Regions from separate parts of the Cricetulus griseus genome. Here region 1 is linked to region 2. The links are chromatin contacts, called in public Hi-C maps. All regions are on one chromosome and are shown on one strand. The core of a region is the stretch at or near the end of the contact, and the rest is flanking DNA. Distances in the headings are between cores, read along the strand shown. Region 1 holds the start of Zbtb37 (zinc finger and BTB domain-containing protein 37). Region 2 overlaps Slc9c2 (sodium/hydrogen exchanger 11).

Region 1 (7,143 bases), core at 3,529-6,028, 160 kb after region 2:
AATGCTATTTGATCCTTCTTTTCTAACAGGCTACTACACCAGTCACCTAAACCAAGAGCCCAGACCTCTGACACAACTGTTCTTGTTAATGTCAAGCCAGGACATCATTGTGCTTCTTGAAAGCTCATCCTGATCTTACAATGAAGTGGTTGGTTACTGGCCAGTTAAAACCTTTTGCTTTTTTGGTTTCTGAGGTTTTGGAGGATGAGCTGGAACTAGCATAGACCAGGCTGGATCAGCCTGCCTCTGCTAGGCTTAAAGGCGTGAGCACCACCACCTACCTGGCCAGCTAACTTTCTATTGATCTCTGTGGTAAATACCCCATAAGTTGGCCCTATGCTAATTAGAAAGCAAAATGCACACACTTTGTATATATTTAATTCAATTTATTTTGATATTATTAAGGGATTACACCTTTTAAGTATCTTCTTCCTGAGCCTCGAGCCAGCCAGCCAGTCACCTGCAACAGAGGTACCTGGTTAGGCAGATTTCTACATTTTAATTTAAATTATAATAGGTTACACAGAATATCAGATCTTTTGCTGTCATCAAGTAATCAGTGAGAGAGTTCAAGTTGTGGTGAATCATCACATATTCTGGAATAGGTTTAAGGTTAGTATTTTTATCCCCAGCTGCCCTCCTAGTTACTATCTCCAATTCTCACCTTTTAAATAGTAAGGTGAAAATGACTGAATTGCAAGTCCATTTCTGCCACAGGAGCTCTAAAAAGAAAAAAGAAAAAAATGTCTATCTTGCTTAGACTAGTTGTAGGTTACATATTACTATAGTAACCTCAGAAATAAAATGGAACGGTTTTAAAGGTGATATCACTATGTATCATTTGGCAGAATCATCACATCACTGGTTACAGGCCAAATAGAATCTTTACAAAACCCAAGGTGACTTACCTTGAGATTCAAAATGAAGGATCTGATCTGTTTGAAGAAAAAAAAATTATTAGCCCAAAAATTTAACTGCTCAGTTCAGTTCACACTACTCTTTGGACAGTAGCTTTCAAACAATTCTCTTGCCAAGAGGCCTATCTTGAAATCTTATAGTTGTAACCACCATACCTAAGAAACTACACTCTAAACAATAGCCAGGACTTATGTGATTGAGACCAAAGCCTAAAAGCTAAGGCCAGGCCTTACACCAAATCACAACTTCCACATTGTACTAGCAATTTAAACCACTACAGCCAGATACGTCAGATAGGAGCGAAAGACTTAGGATTGTTCATCAGGTTAAGTCTGCTGAACTATGTTATCATCACAGTATCGGCATTTATTGGGGAATTGTCTAAACACTTTCATACATGCACATATTTGGTCAGCCAAGAAACTTACCATTGTAGAAAACCTTGTCTGTGCCTTCATTCAACCGGAACCATGCTGATAGCCTACAGAAATTCAATTCCATTTACAAACAGATTTATGAAGTAGACACCTACACAAATTTGTAACTACTGTTTCAGCTTAAGAATTAATCTTCAATCTTATTCAGAGAGATTCCCATCTGTTTAGCTTTATACATCATCACTAACAGTAGCATATATCCCTAAACAGTTGAGTCTGCAAAAAAGGGGCTTCCTTACCTTCATTTAGAATGTCAATTGCTCTTCCAGTGGTCCAGGGTTCTCAAGTAACCATGTGGTAGCTCCATCATGGGATCCGATGCCCTCTTCTGGTATGTAAGTAGAGTACTCCTACCTAAATAAAATAGGTAATTTAAAAGGCCAAATTGGACATAAAAAATTAAGTACTAAGAATTAACTGTTGCATAATACTGCAAATAACCCTGCTCATTAGCATAAACCAAGAGCCCAGTAACTAGCTTCTTACCAAAGCAAGCCATCCAAATGCAAACATGCAACCAGTTGCTAGAATTAAAAGAAAACACCTCTTACAAATATGCTAAGCATCATCCAATTATTCTTAGTTGCCTGTCACAGGGTTCTTCAGTGTTTAATTTGCTGTCTACATGTATGTTATTTTCAGGTCAGACATTTGGATCAACATCATTACAAAAACCCCGATTAGAGCATAGTCCAACTAAACCTAACACATTCACGAGACAACACACGCAGATGTCTGACATCCACAAGCGTGGCATGCCTCTCTAAACTGGCCTATAGCCGGTGTTGGATTCCAATACTTACTCAAATGAAAAGCTGTCCAGACAACTTGAACACCTAAAAAAAATTCAGAATTTCAGCCCAGTCAAAAAAGATAATTTGTCCCACCAAAACCTAACCAAGCCCGGATCAGATAGAGCTAATTAAGAGCTTCATGTTAGTCAGCATTTGCTTGTCATCATGCAGGCCAAAACACATAGCAAGAGTACTTGCTATGCAAAAAACCATACCAAGCCATGTTTGCCCATTATCTACAATCCTTTAACTCTACTTACATTTCATCTTTAATTTTCCAGTAAAAGTACCTAAAGTTAAGAGTTAAAATTAGGTCAGTACTCAACCACCAGAAAACTGACAAAATGGTGAACCCCCTACGTGATTTAAGTCTGCTAACCATGCTAACCTGAACTGAAAGGTTCAGGCATTATGCTGGCCTGCCCCTGTTACCTGGTGGAATCCACTCAGGCAATACCCTGGTCAGCCCAAGGTTCCATGGGAAAGAAGTCTGCACAAAGGTGCAGAGGACCCCTTTAAAAGATAGGCCCCTGCTCTCTCTCTCTCTCCCCCTGTTCCTGCTCTGTCCCCTCTCTCTGTTTCCCCCGCTCTGTCTCTCTATGGCGACCGGCCATGGCGGTCAGCCATTACCCTGTTACTCTTCTTAGTCTACCCATTCTGCCAGTCCTTATAATAAACTTATAGTCAATATGTCTGTCTCAATATTTCTCTTTTCTTCTTTTTAAACAAAAGAATAACAACTACCATTTTAGAGACAGGGTTCCTCTATAGATCTGACTATGCTGGAACTCAACTAGACTGGCCTGAACTCAGGTCTGCATCCCAGAGATTAGTGTGCCAACACCTGTCAAGACCCTGATTTTAACAGCATTTCCTATAACCCAGTAGTGATAACCTCTATCTACCCTACATGGGCTGACTGAGCACTCTGTAAGGTTGAGACCCAGAGCATACATCAGGCCTACCATACACCATTATGGCATTGGATAAAGACAGAGAGAACTAGTTCTCACAAATCCATAGACCCTCTTCAAACCACAGCCAACGACCTACTTGGCCTTACATCTCCCTGGTTCCATCTTCAAAGCATTAGATGCATGGGTTTCTGTCTACATCAGATTGTTGGCTTAGGGACCCCCAATTGTTGCTTATCTGCCAATCTTTCCTTTGGGTAACAGGTATCACTCTTTCCAATGGGACATATATACACCAAAATGTTTCTTACCCATGGTTAATCCAGGTTCTTCCATAAATCCTGAAAAAAATAAAAGCTAAATGTAAATTCTGTTTATTCTGTAAGAAACCATCCAAAGTCATCCCGTATGCCTCAGTTACAATTACGGTGGTTTATGGTTATCGTCATCCCACTGTCAAGAGTAGCAAATATAGTGTCATCATTGCGGCACTGTCCTTTCGAAATTTCCTCACTGCACATTTCAGTACTTACCTCATCCTTCATCCGTCTTTGCCCCAAAACTGGAAAAAAACAAAGATGTCCACAATGAGACTCCCTCTTCACAGCACCTTCCCTTTCCTCTACTAGCATTAAAGCCTCAGAACAGTGTTTTTCAGAAATCCCTTCTGTCCACTACTCTCATACCATCATGGGCTTTAACAGGGTTTTTTAACACCCTCCCGCCTTCCATCAGTTCTTACCTGTCTATGATATGCCAGAAAGAGCCCCAGAGAGGTCCACGGCACCATTCCTAAAGAAGATTTGCTAATTTAGTTGTCTTTCAACTACCAGTTTTACTCGTAAGCCCCACAAACGAACTGCATTAAAACAGGCACTTTAAACTTCTGCCACGGGCCTTTCCCAATTTTAACTACCAGTTTTATTCACACAAAAAAGATGTGTAAGCCTCATAAGACAACTATTAAAATTGGAACCTTAATTTCTACCACAGGTCCTTCCCATGGCTCAGCTGCAGGCTTTGTTAGTGGCCACTCACAAAGGCCTGAGGCAGTGTCAGCGAACGCCTTCAACCTCGTGGTCTCTAAAATCAGCCCGTAGGGCTCTGCGTTCCTCAAACGCACGCCCGAAAAAAAATGAAGGCCTCTCGCGGTGACTCAGCATGCTCCGCCATCAGAGCCGTTGGTATTCATCAACAAGGTCAGTTGTCCCTACCAACATAGCCTTCATCATAGCGAGAACATGGGTGCCGAGTTTCCAACGGAGACTCTTAACAAGCCCAATACCACCATGTGGGTCGCGCAAGCATGCATGCAACGCCAAGCTACCGTAATCTCCATCTCATGGGCCTTAAAACTCATTGCTAAGCGTCCTCCAGCTTGAGGCGGCTCCACCTGCAAAAGACTAGCCAACAAGGCCTAAAATTACCAAACCACCAAGGACTCTTACCTGCCCGCAGTCGCCTCACAGCTCCGAAAGGCCGATATGGCGGCTGAGTCCTGTATATAAGGTCTCCTTGACGTCACGACGCACGGCCCTCCGCTGCGTCCTCTTAAGTCCCGCCCCGTCTCTCAGACTCCTCCTCAAGCCCCGCCTCTTTCCCGCTCTCAAGCTCTCCCGCCGGCCCCGCCCTCCCGCGCCTGGAGGGCGGAGTCGCCGCGAGCACGTCGAGCCCGGCCTCCGCCTCCCTGAGGAGTCAGGGCTGAGGGGAGGGGGCTCCCGCAAGGAAGGCGCTGGGGGAGGGGCGGTGTGAGGGTGACTGATTTCCTTCCGGCACGTCGCCCGCTCCGGAGGAGGGGGGCGGGGGGTTTCACTTCCGGGACGGTGTTCCGGCCCATTCCGGCCCATTTCCACCCCCGGAGGTAGGTGCTGTTCCTTGACTGGGCTCGGGCCCCGCTCCCCCGCCCCATTAGCCTATACCGGACGCTCCTTGGCCGCGTCTCGGCTGCAGCCAGCTCCTGGGGCGTGCAGCCGCTCCGCCCCACCTCCCCTCCCAGCGCTCGGCGACCTTCCCCGCCTCTTTGGCTCGGGGCTGCAGAGCTTGCGGGCCCGCCCCCTTGCGAGCCCCTCCCTCAGGACCCCGCGGCGGGGACACACCCAGACACACCCCCACCGCGGCTGCCTCCGCCGCCCTGAACCGGGTCCCGGGGCGCCGCCCCCTTCCCCCTCCCGCGCCTCACCTGTGCGCCTGCTCTCTTTGCCCGGGTTCTGTGCCATCTCCCTTCCCGCTTCGCAAGGTCCCCTTCTCCCTTGCTCCCTGACTTAACACGGAAGCTGCTCCAGTACCTGACTGGCCAACCCCAAGCGTTCCCGATTCTCCCTTTTACAGCTCTCGCCCCTCCAGTGCCGACGCTAGAGAAAGACTTTACTTCAGGGGCTTCCTCCTCACTGGGGAATTGCTGGAAAGAGCAAACAAAAAGGCGCTGGTGTAGGCTCCAAAATAAACATCTGAATTCGTGATGGCATCGACAGAGGCTCTTAATGGATTAAAAGTTTCAAAACAAACAATAACGCTTTGGAAAAAGGTCAGATTGGTTAAAGTTGCTACTTGAAAGCAGTGTTTGCACTTCCCTGTTTACTCAATGAATGTTGTAAATGCGGGCTGATGATGTGAGCTTCTCAGGACCTTCCTGATGTGTAGTCTCATAAATTTAGAGATGAATGGGATGCACAGTGAGCCACAGTCGTCGTGATACATCCGAGCTACCCTCAACTGAGACTGTTTGATGCAGTTGCAGTCTTTTAGTGTGAAATTTCAGGCTTTATTGTCAGCTTTGGGGAACCAACTCCCTTGAATTAAGGTAGCATTGCCACTTTGGAATTACCAACCTCGAGTTTGTTGGGAAGAGAAAGACTTAGTAGCTAGAGAAAGAAAGATTTACTTAATTTTTGCCTAGCCTGGCATGGCGGTGATGGCACACCTGTTAACATTCTTTAAATCTCAGCAGAGATAGTCAGATCTCTGAGTTAGAGACCAGCCTGATCTACATAGTGAGTTCCCAGGAATAGCCAGAGCTACCTAGACAGGTCTCAAACAAACAAATGCTGGGTGTGTAGTGGCTTAATCCCAGGGGAGGCAGAGGGAGTAGATCTCTTGAGTTACAGGCTAGCCTGCTCTACGGAGCAAGTTCCAGGACAGGACTAGCTACACAGAGAAACCCTGTCTCGAAAAAAAGTGATAATACTGACCATTCACATAAGAAATTAGTCACTTTATAGTCATAAACAGCCTGGGCCCCGTGTAAATTATAATCAACCTGTGTATAATTATATTTATTCTAAAATTTATTTCATCTAAAAAAAGATAGTGGATTTTTGTATGCGATCTGAAATCCTTGTGTTTGATTCCCCTCCTTGATGAATTATCTTGATACTATATAGCTTATTAATAAAGTATGGTTGGCCGGACGTTGGTGGCACACCCCTTTAATCCCAGCACTAGGGAGGCAGAGACAGGCGGATCTCTGTGAGTTCGAGGCCAGCCTGGTCTCCAGAGCGAGTGCCAGGATAAGCTCCAAAGCTACACAGAGAAAAAACAATAAATAAATAAATAAAGTATGGTTGTAGCTTGAATTTTTAGCAGTCTAGCAATCACTTTTTGGTTGTTTTAATTGCATTTTACTGTGAGACCTAAAACACCTCATGCCAGGCTTAGCTGCTCACGGTAATACTGGCACTGGGGAGGTTAGATCAGGAGCATTGGCACAAGTTTGAGGGCTGCCTTAGAGTGAAACCTTGTTGCTAACAAAACAAAACACCTTTTGGCAATTCTATTTCTATATCCAAGCATCATGAGGAAGGTACCTCTTCATATATGGAGATTTCAATTTTTTTTTTTCTGAGACAAGTTTTCACTTATGTAGATGGATTCTCCTGCCTTGGTGCCAGGTGTTAAAATTATGTTATGTGTACCTGGCACTCCTGGCCAGGAGATTTTACATTTTTAGGGATGTTTGAGCTAGAAAGCACGAAAGGAGTAAAACTGGTGCTAAGAATATGGTTTGCTCTTTCAGCAGGGTTGAATGTCTGCCTGTACTTTCAGGCATGACCATGGAGAAAAGTGGGAACATACAATTGGAGA
Region 2 (6,850 bases), core at 389-2,888:
CCTATGAGATTTATACTGAATATGCAGCAGAAAACTCACTTAGTAATTATGAATTCCATCCTCGGTTTAAAGCTTAACGAATCTAAATTCAGGCCCACCGTGACCAAAGCAACAATGCCCGACATTCCGAAATATTCCACTGGGAAGAGAGAGAGAAAATGCGTTAAAATTAAAAACAATTAAATCTGCGCACTAGTGTGTGCTGAGTAAAGATCATAGGAAAGCTAGAAGTGGTGTTTCTTGTTTAGAATGTCGCTTCAAGGAATTAGCCTAATACTGTAGATCAGGAAATAGGGAAATAGCAAGGTTTCTTCTGTAACGGGCCAGAGGGACCTGTCACCGCTACTTCCCTTAGCTATTATTCTGTAAAAGAAGCCAGAGACAGCATGCAAACAAGCCAACAAAACACTGTGGACTTTCAACTTCGTATCATCTTCATCTCCACGAGATATTTATTTTCTTTTATTCTGTTCTTTTTGCAAAGCTATTTTTAGCGAAGAGCAGTGACCCAGTTTGCCAGCCTTACATCTCACCGAGGCTAGGGTTAGTGGGGAAAGTAGTTAGCTCAGCACCTCGGGGACACTGAGCCGCCTGTATGCAGGAATTGCTGAGGGAACTCACAGCTTCTTGGAGCTTTTGCCCTCCCTTACCCCCCCACCCCCGGCTCCCCAATGCCCGACTAAAGGGTAGTTCACTGGGCTCTAAATATTGAAACCTAGTCTACAAGGTCACTGATTGATGAAGTCTATCTGGAGTCTTCTTACTCAAAAACTTTTTGAGAATGAATATTGCTTTATTCAATTATCATGTCAGGCATTTGACAAACTCTAAGCTTGGCTGCAAAGAGGCAAAACAGAGAGCAAGAGCTGACTATGAGTCCCACTCATGCTCCAGGTGCTCACGATCTGGTTAGGGAGAGGGAAAGATGGAACGGAATCTCTTTTGAAGATAAGGCACCCATCCACATAACTTTGACAGAGGAGGAAAGAAAAGCCGAGGAAACGAACCCTCTGTGAATGTTTTCTCCAGTTTGACTGGCTCAGGGCAATAAGCAACCACTAGGTGGCGATATATTATAAGGAAAACAGTGCTTTTCCGTAACTGGGCGTGTAAAGAGCTCTTAAAATCTGAAATCTTAGTTGGCTGAAGTTGCTCCACTGGATGGGATGAGAGCAAAAGCAGTTCGGTCGTAGTTACTATGGCTCATGGGAACTGTAACACTTCACGTCCCAATTTTGCGGGACTGAGCTAACTGCCCGGCCCCAGCTTCTCCATTCAGAAACACCCTGACCTCTCCCTCTCCTTTCCTGCCTTCTAGATGGAAGGAAAGCTCGGCACTTCAACAGCCTTCTCGGCTTACTAAGTGAGCTGGGAAAGACCTCAGGAGCTTCTCTGCCAACTTTCCCATTTTACAGGTGAGCTGCTCAAGAATCAGAACAGAAACGAACTCCGTGTCCTCGTAGGGATCTGCCAGGGACTGCCTATAGGGTTAGAGAACAGAGCGCAAAGGGGTAAGGGTACCCAGAGGGGGGAGTGCAAAGAGGAAAGACGCGGAGTTTACGATGAGGAGGATACTAAGAGAGGGCAGGAGAGAACTGGAGACCATGGAGAGGAGAAGTCATGTGACAAAACAGAAAGGAGACTGCAAAGAGGCGGAAGTTGTTGTGAAGAAGCATCTGGAGTAAGGAACAGGGCAGAACCAAGATTCATCCATCATACGCTTTCCCGGGGGGACAGCAGGTTTTGCGCTCGTTTGCCTTACCAAGGTAGAAAGTCATGTACACCAGTGAAAAGCAGAGAACAACGTTGGTCAGCGTGTTGCTAAAAAGGTCGGTCAATATAATCCGAATGATTCTTGTACACCAATATCCACAAATTGTGCTTCCAAAGATATCGAAGCTGAGCCCAATGATTACATGTAACTCTAAAAGTAAAAGAAAGGAGAGAAGATGAGAAAGGAAAACTTGAGTTTAGCGTCTGGGAGTTTGCTTGCTTGTTTGTTTGTTTTTCACTGATAGCACTTGGGTTTGTTCTTCAGGCTTGTGAACAGGGTTATTCTTCAGCAGAGAAGAGTGCCAGGCGGAAGTCGGAAAAGGAGGCTTGTCTTTCTGGGACAGTCTACAACTTAACATCAATTTCTCCAGGGATGTAAACAAACTCCCACCCACACTCCTGCCAATCCCATTGAAACCTGGGTCACACACAAAAAGACATTAAGTAGAGGAGCTAGTTGAAAAGAGGATTAATGGGAGTGATAAAGAGGCAAGAGAGCCTGACAGGGTGAATGTAATTGAAATATATTATGTACCTATATGAAAATGCCATAATGAAACCCATTTTATGCATAATTAGTATATGCTAATAAATCATTTCTGAATTGTCTACCCAAATTACCACAGCTCCTTCATTGATAAGCACTGCAAATGCCTTTCTGCTTTCAGGCCTTTCCACCCTCCTCTTGCAGCTGCCACAAATACATTACAAGAGGATATTGACATTTACAAAGTGGAGTCAGCATAGATTGATAAACAATGGTTTACTGGGAAAAAGTAATCACTCACTCAAGGGAGCCAGTCACCAGGTTTGCACCTGAGCAGGAAGGACCCTGAAATCCTTCCCAGTCAGCTCAGCCAGGCAAAAGAGAGCCTCATGAGCCCCCCTCCTTCTTAAACCTGTGTTATGTAACTCTGACCACGCCCAAGCAGGCGTGATCAGCAGTGCCTCTAATCAGGATTTCTCTGTACAGGACAACTTTTCCCTTCATGCTATGATTTGATTTTCCCCTTTCTCCTCTAGCTACTAGTACAACATCTAGAAACCTGTCAAGGAAACATTCCACATTCCAGTGACCATTAGCCACACAAATCCAGCTATTGTCATTCTCAGGGTTGTTCTACCAATACTAGATGAATAGTCTGTTTTCATCATCAAATCTATGACAAGTCAACTCTTAACATCCACTGGCTGAGAAACATAATGATCCTAGCACAAGAGATAGCCTAAGCCAGATGACATAATGTGTATATGTGCGTGCATGCTAGGGGAGAGGAATAAAGGGTTTTATTACTATTATTTTAATTATTTCTTTTCCTTTTTTGAGCTTATAAAATTATATCATTTCCCCCTTCCCTTCCTCTCTCCAGCTCTCTTGTATACACCTGTTTGCATTTCACTAGTCATAAAATGTACACTTCGTGCTGCAGTGATCTGTAAAAATGCAAAGATGGTAATTATTTTCTTGTTATCTAACTTAATCATTTTAATTGGTCCAATAGCAATGTATAGAGAAAGCTACAAAGACAAATGCACTTTCATTTCAACAAGAATAATTTTAGATAATATGTGGGCAAAACACAATGATCTTACCCCTGAACATGGAAACGTTAGGTGTTTGGCCCCGGAAGATGCCGAAGAAAATGCACGTGAAACTACAAATGATCAGTGACTCTCCTCTGATAATGTCAGTGTACATCTTAGAAATGCCTGGGAATGGAAACACAAAGTATAATTCAATGTGGTGCTCCTGCATAGAAAACAGAGGTGAGCTACAACATGCTAGGGGAAAAGAAAAAAAAAGAAAGGAAGGAAGGAAGAAAGAAAGAAGGTGATCATGACTGGCATGAATATGTGAAACAATCACAGACAACATGTTTTAAATTTTGTGCTAAGCCTTCTGACTTTTTGGATGCAAAGGAAGGTAATGGGAGCACCCCTTATGTTGCCCTGACCTAGTTTTATTTCTGTTGCTGTGATTAAAAATAAATCCTGACAAAAAGCAACTTACAAGACAAAGGGTTTATTTTAGTTCACAATTCCAAGCTATAGTCCATCATAACAGGGAAGTCAAGACATCGGGAATTTAGAGCATCCAGTCACATCACACGGGCTATCAAAATCGATGCATGCATACTTACTTGTACTCAGCCGCCTCTGTATATTTATCCCCTGCCTAGGGAATGGTACCACCACACTGGGCTGGGTTTTTCTGTAACAATTAATTCATAATCAAGACAACCACACACACACACACACACACACACACACACACACACACACACAGGTGTACAGGCCAACTTTATTAGACAATCCCACATGGGTACTCTCTTCTCAGATGACTCTAGCTTGTGACAAGTTGGCAATTAAAGCCAACTTTTACATGTCCACCACCTCCAATATTTGTTCCATTCCTTTTACTTTCTGTTTGCATATCCATGAATCTGGTTACCTCTATGTATTCACACCTGTGCACATGGACACGACGTGTATGAGGGGCCTGAGGTCGACATTAACTGTCTTCCTCAATCACTGTCCCCCCACATATTGAGGCAAAGTCTCTCACTGACCCCAGTGCGCTCTGTTTCAGCTAGTCTGGTTTGCCATCTTGCTCTAGGGATTCTTGGTCTCTGCTCTCCCCACACAGGGATTACAGGTAAACCACTGCATCTACCTGGCTTTGAAGTGGGTGCCGAATGATCGCAACTACTGTCCTCATGCTTTGTGTGGCAAACGCTTTATCTGCTGAGGCTTCTACCTTCCTTGCCTGAAACATTTTTAAGCTTCTGGACGAGACAGATCTTAGGATACCACATTTAACTTGAATAAACATCAGAGCCCAGAAGAAGCTCATTTTAGGAAAGTGGGAAATAGCCAGGTGTTGTGGCACATGCCTTAAATCCCAGAGCTGGGAGACAGAGGCAGGAGGGTCTCTGTTGAGTTTGAGGCCAGCCTGGTCTATATAGTAGGTGAGTTCCAGAACAGTCAGAACTGCAGACAGAAACCCTGTCTCAGAAGGAAAGGGAAGAGTATAAAATATAAGTGAGCAATTGTACATACATGGATGTTTGTATATGAATGTTTAGCATTATTCGCAACAACTCGGTGGTTTGTCAGCTAATGAGTAAATAAATGCAGGTGGCTATACCCCTCTAGCAGGACAGTATCCCTCCACAGAAAGGAATGCTGATCCAATTGCAGCACAATGAACCCTGAGAACCTTGTAAGTAAAAGGCGCCGGACACAAAAGCCGTGTACACTGGCCTGGTATGGCTGTCATCCTACTCGCCATCATTTCCATTCTCTGAGGCCAACTGTGGTCCCAAAATAGAAAATGAAAATTTTCAGAAATAAACAATCCATGGGTTTTAAAATAGCTAATTACAATATATTGTTTTAATTTTTCTGGTTGGTTATTAGATATTGCTGTTACCTTCTTAATGAGGCTAATTTATAAAGTGAGTTTTCTCATAGATGTGAATCTGTAAGACAAAACATTGTATCTAGGACTCCATATTATATGTAGTCTCAGACGAGTGCTGAGCTTCTTGAAACAGACCATGAGTAAAGAAGGACTATTGCATTGTATGGTTTGTCCAGAGCAGACAAACCCTCAGGCAACAAAATTAGATTAGTAGTTGCCAGGGGATTGGGTAGATCAAATTGCACATCCAAACTTCCATCTGAATGAGAAATCCATATTTGAGAAAGCCTCTGTTTCACCTTGCCTTCAAGATACTGAGTGTAGAAGTCTAACCTGACAGTCCTTTTCTTCTAATGCTCTTTTTAAAAAAAAGAAAAAGTTACTTTGATGTCTTTTGGGTTGTATCTTCATGTTTCTGAAGAGGTTTCTCTAATTGTTATTATATAATAAACATCTTTACCATGTCCTCTGGCTGCTGTTGAGGGTTTTGTTCTGTATTGTTGATTTTCAAGCATTTTATTTTGATTTACTGTGGTATGGTTTTGTTTTTCTTAGACTTGGGGAATTTTTTGGAGGTATTTGAAACTTTGGGTTTTTACCAAATTAAGAGTTTTTTATTCATTATTCATTCATAGATCTTCTCTATCTGCCACCTTTGGGGATTCATATGTTGGGTCCCCTGTGTTTGTCCCACAGCTTATCAAAGCTCAGTTTTTCCCAGTCTGTTTCTCTCATTCATTCTGGATGGTTCCCACCCCTGTGTCTTCAAGTTCATTGGCCCTTTCTTTGCAGAACATTCTTTTCTCCACTAACCCTGTGGTTTGCCTCTCTAGAAATTTTGACTGAGGCCTCTTATGTCTCCCATGTCCAGTGGTATACCAATAAACCAGCTCTCCAGAACTAAAAAGACCACATCTGGGATGGGGATATAGCTAAGATGTAGAGTTTTTGTCTGACATACACAGGGCTTGGTTTCTAGACCCTCTTTTAAAAACAGAGGAAGAGAAATACTGATTTGCAGTGTTTGCCATCTGTAAACACACACTGATTTATATCACTCCCGCCAACATGGTGAACGTTCCTAAGACTCGCCGGACGTTCTGCAAGAAATATGGCAAGCACCAGCCCCATAAAGCAACACAGTACATGAAGGGCAAAGACTCTTTGTATGTCCAGGGAAAGCGGTGTTGTGGCAGGAAACAGAGTGGCTATGGTGGGCAGACTAAACCTATTTTCAAAAAAAAAAAAAAAAAAAAAAGGCTAAAACTACAAAGAAGATCGTGCAGAGGCTTGAGTATGTTGAGCCCCAACTGCAGATCTAAGAGGATGCTGACAATTAAGAGATGCAAGCATTTTGAACTGGGAGGCGATAAGAAGAGAAAGGGCCAAGTGATCCAGTTCTAAGCTGATCTTGTTACGAAAACAATAAAATCACAATAAAAGAAACTCAAAAAAAAAGCTACTGCCCTGCTCTGATTTCTATTGCTGTGATAAATGCCACAAACACAAGCAACCTGGGGTGGAAGGAGTTCAGTTGGCTTCCACTTCCATATCACAGTCCATCATTGAAGGAATTCGGGGCAGGAACTCAAGCAGGAATGGAGACAGAGGCCATGGAGGAGTGCTGCTTGCTGCTTGATCCCCCTGGCTTGT

Evidence for each region. Hi-C and Micro-C count contacts between places; a contact is called where the count stands out from the background.
Region 1: a contact with region 2 is called in a Hi-C map of the CHO-K1 cell line, with 5 times the contacts expected there. The contact joins the promoter of Zbtb37 here to the enhancer-like site in region 2. A contact is called at or near these places in 3 of 8 Hi-C or Micro-C datasets (the CHK-Q cell line, the CHL-YN cell line and the CHO-K1 cell line).

What each region holds. Positions count from the first base shown.
Region 1 is chr5:31,027,160-31,034,302 of CriGri-PICRH-1.0, forward strand. Zbtb37 (zinc finger and BTB domain-containing protein 37) reads left to right here and starts at 4,779. Exons shown (of 6, transcript XR_004770334.1): 1 at 4,779-4,924; 2 at 5,392-5,587; 3 at 7,079-7,143. LOC103160181 (a long non-coding RNA gene) reads right to left here and starts at 4,611. Exons shown (of 12, transcript XR_003485670.2): 1 at 4,512-4,611; 2 at 3,806-3,855; 3 at 3,597-3,625; 4 at 3,375-3,404; 5 at 2,410-2,439; 6 at 2,159-2,191; 7 at 1,842-1,879; 8 at 1,595-1,709; 9 at 1,347-1,399; 10 at 909-935; 11 at 665-722; 12 at 372-460. LOC113833701 (a small nucleolar RNA gene) reads right to left here and starts at 3,554; the gene lies at 3,473-3,554. LOC113833698 (a small nucleolar RNA gene) reads right to left here and starts at 3,760; the gene lies at 3,699-3,760. It also overlaps LOC113833687, LOC113833702, LOC113833686, LOC113833691, LOC113833685 and LOC113833697, and 1 more gene.
Region 2 is chr5:30,873,258-30,880,107 of CriGri-PICRH-1.0, forward strand. It overlaps Slc9c2 (sodium/hydrogen exchanger 11), which reads right to left. Exons shown (of 25, transcript XM_035445820.1): 5 at 3,367-3,483; 6 at 1,763-1,924; 7 at 40-139. Among named protein-coding and RNA genes, the nearest start is that of Slc9c2, 11 kb to the right of the region's middle. Within about 2 kb of position 1,639, at least 1 of the 6 cell types and tissues checked has open chromatin away from gene starts, as enhancers often do.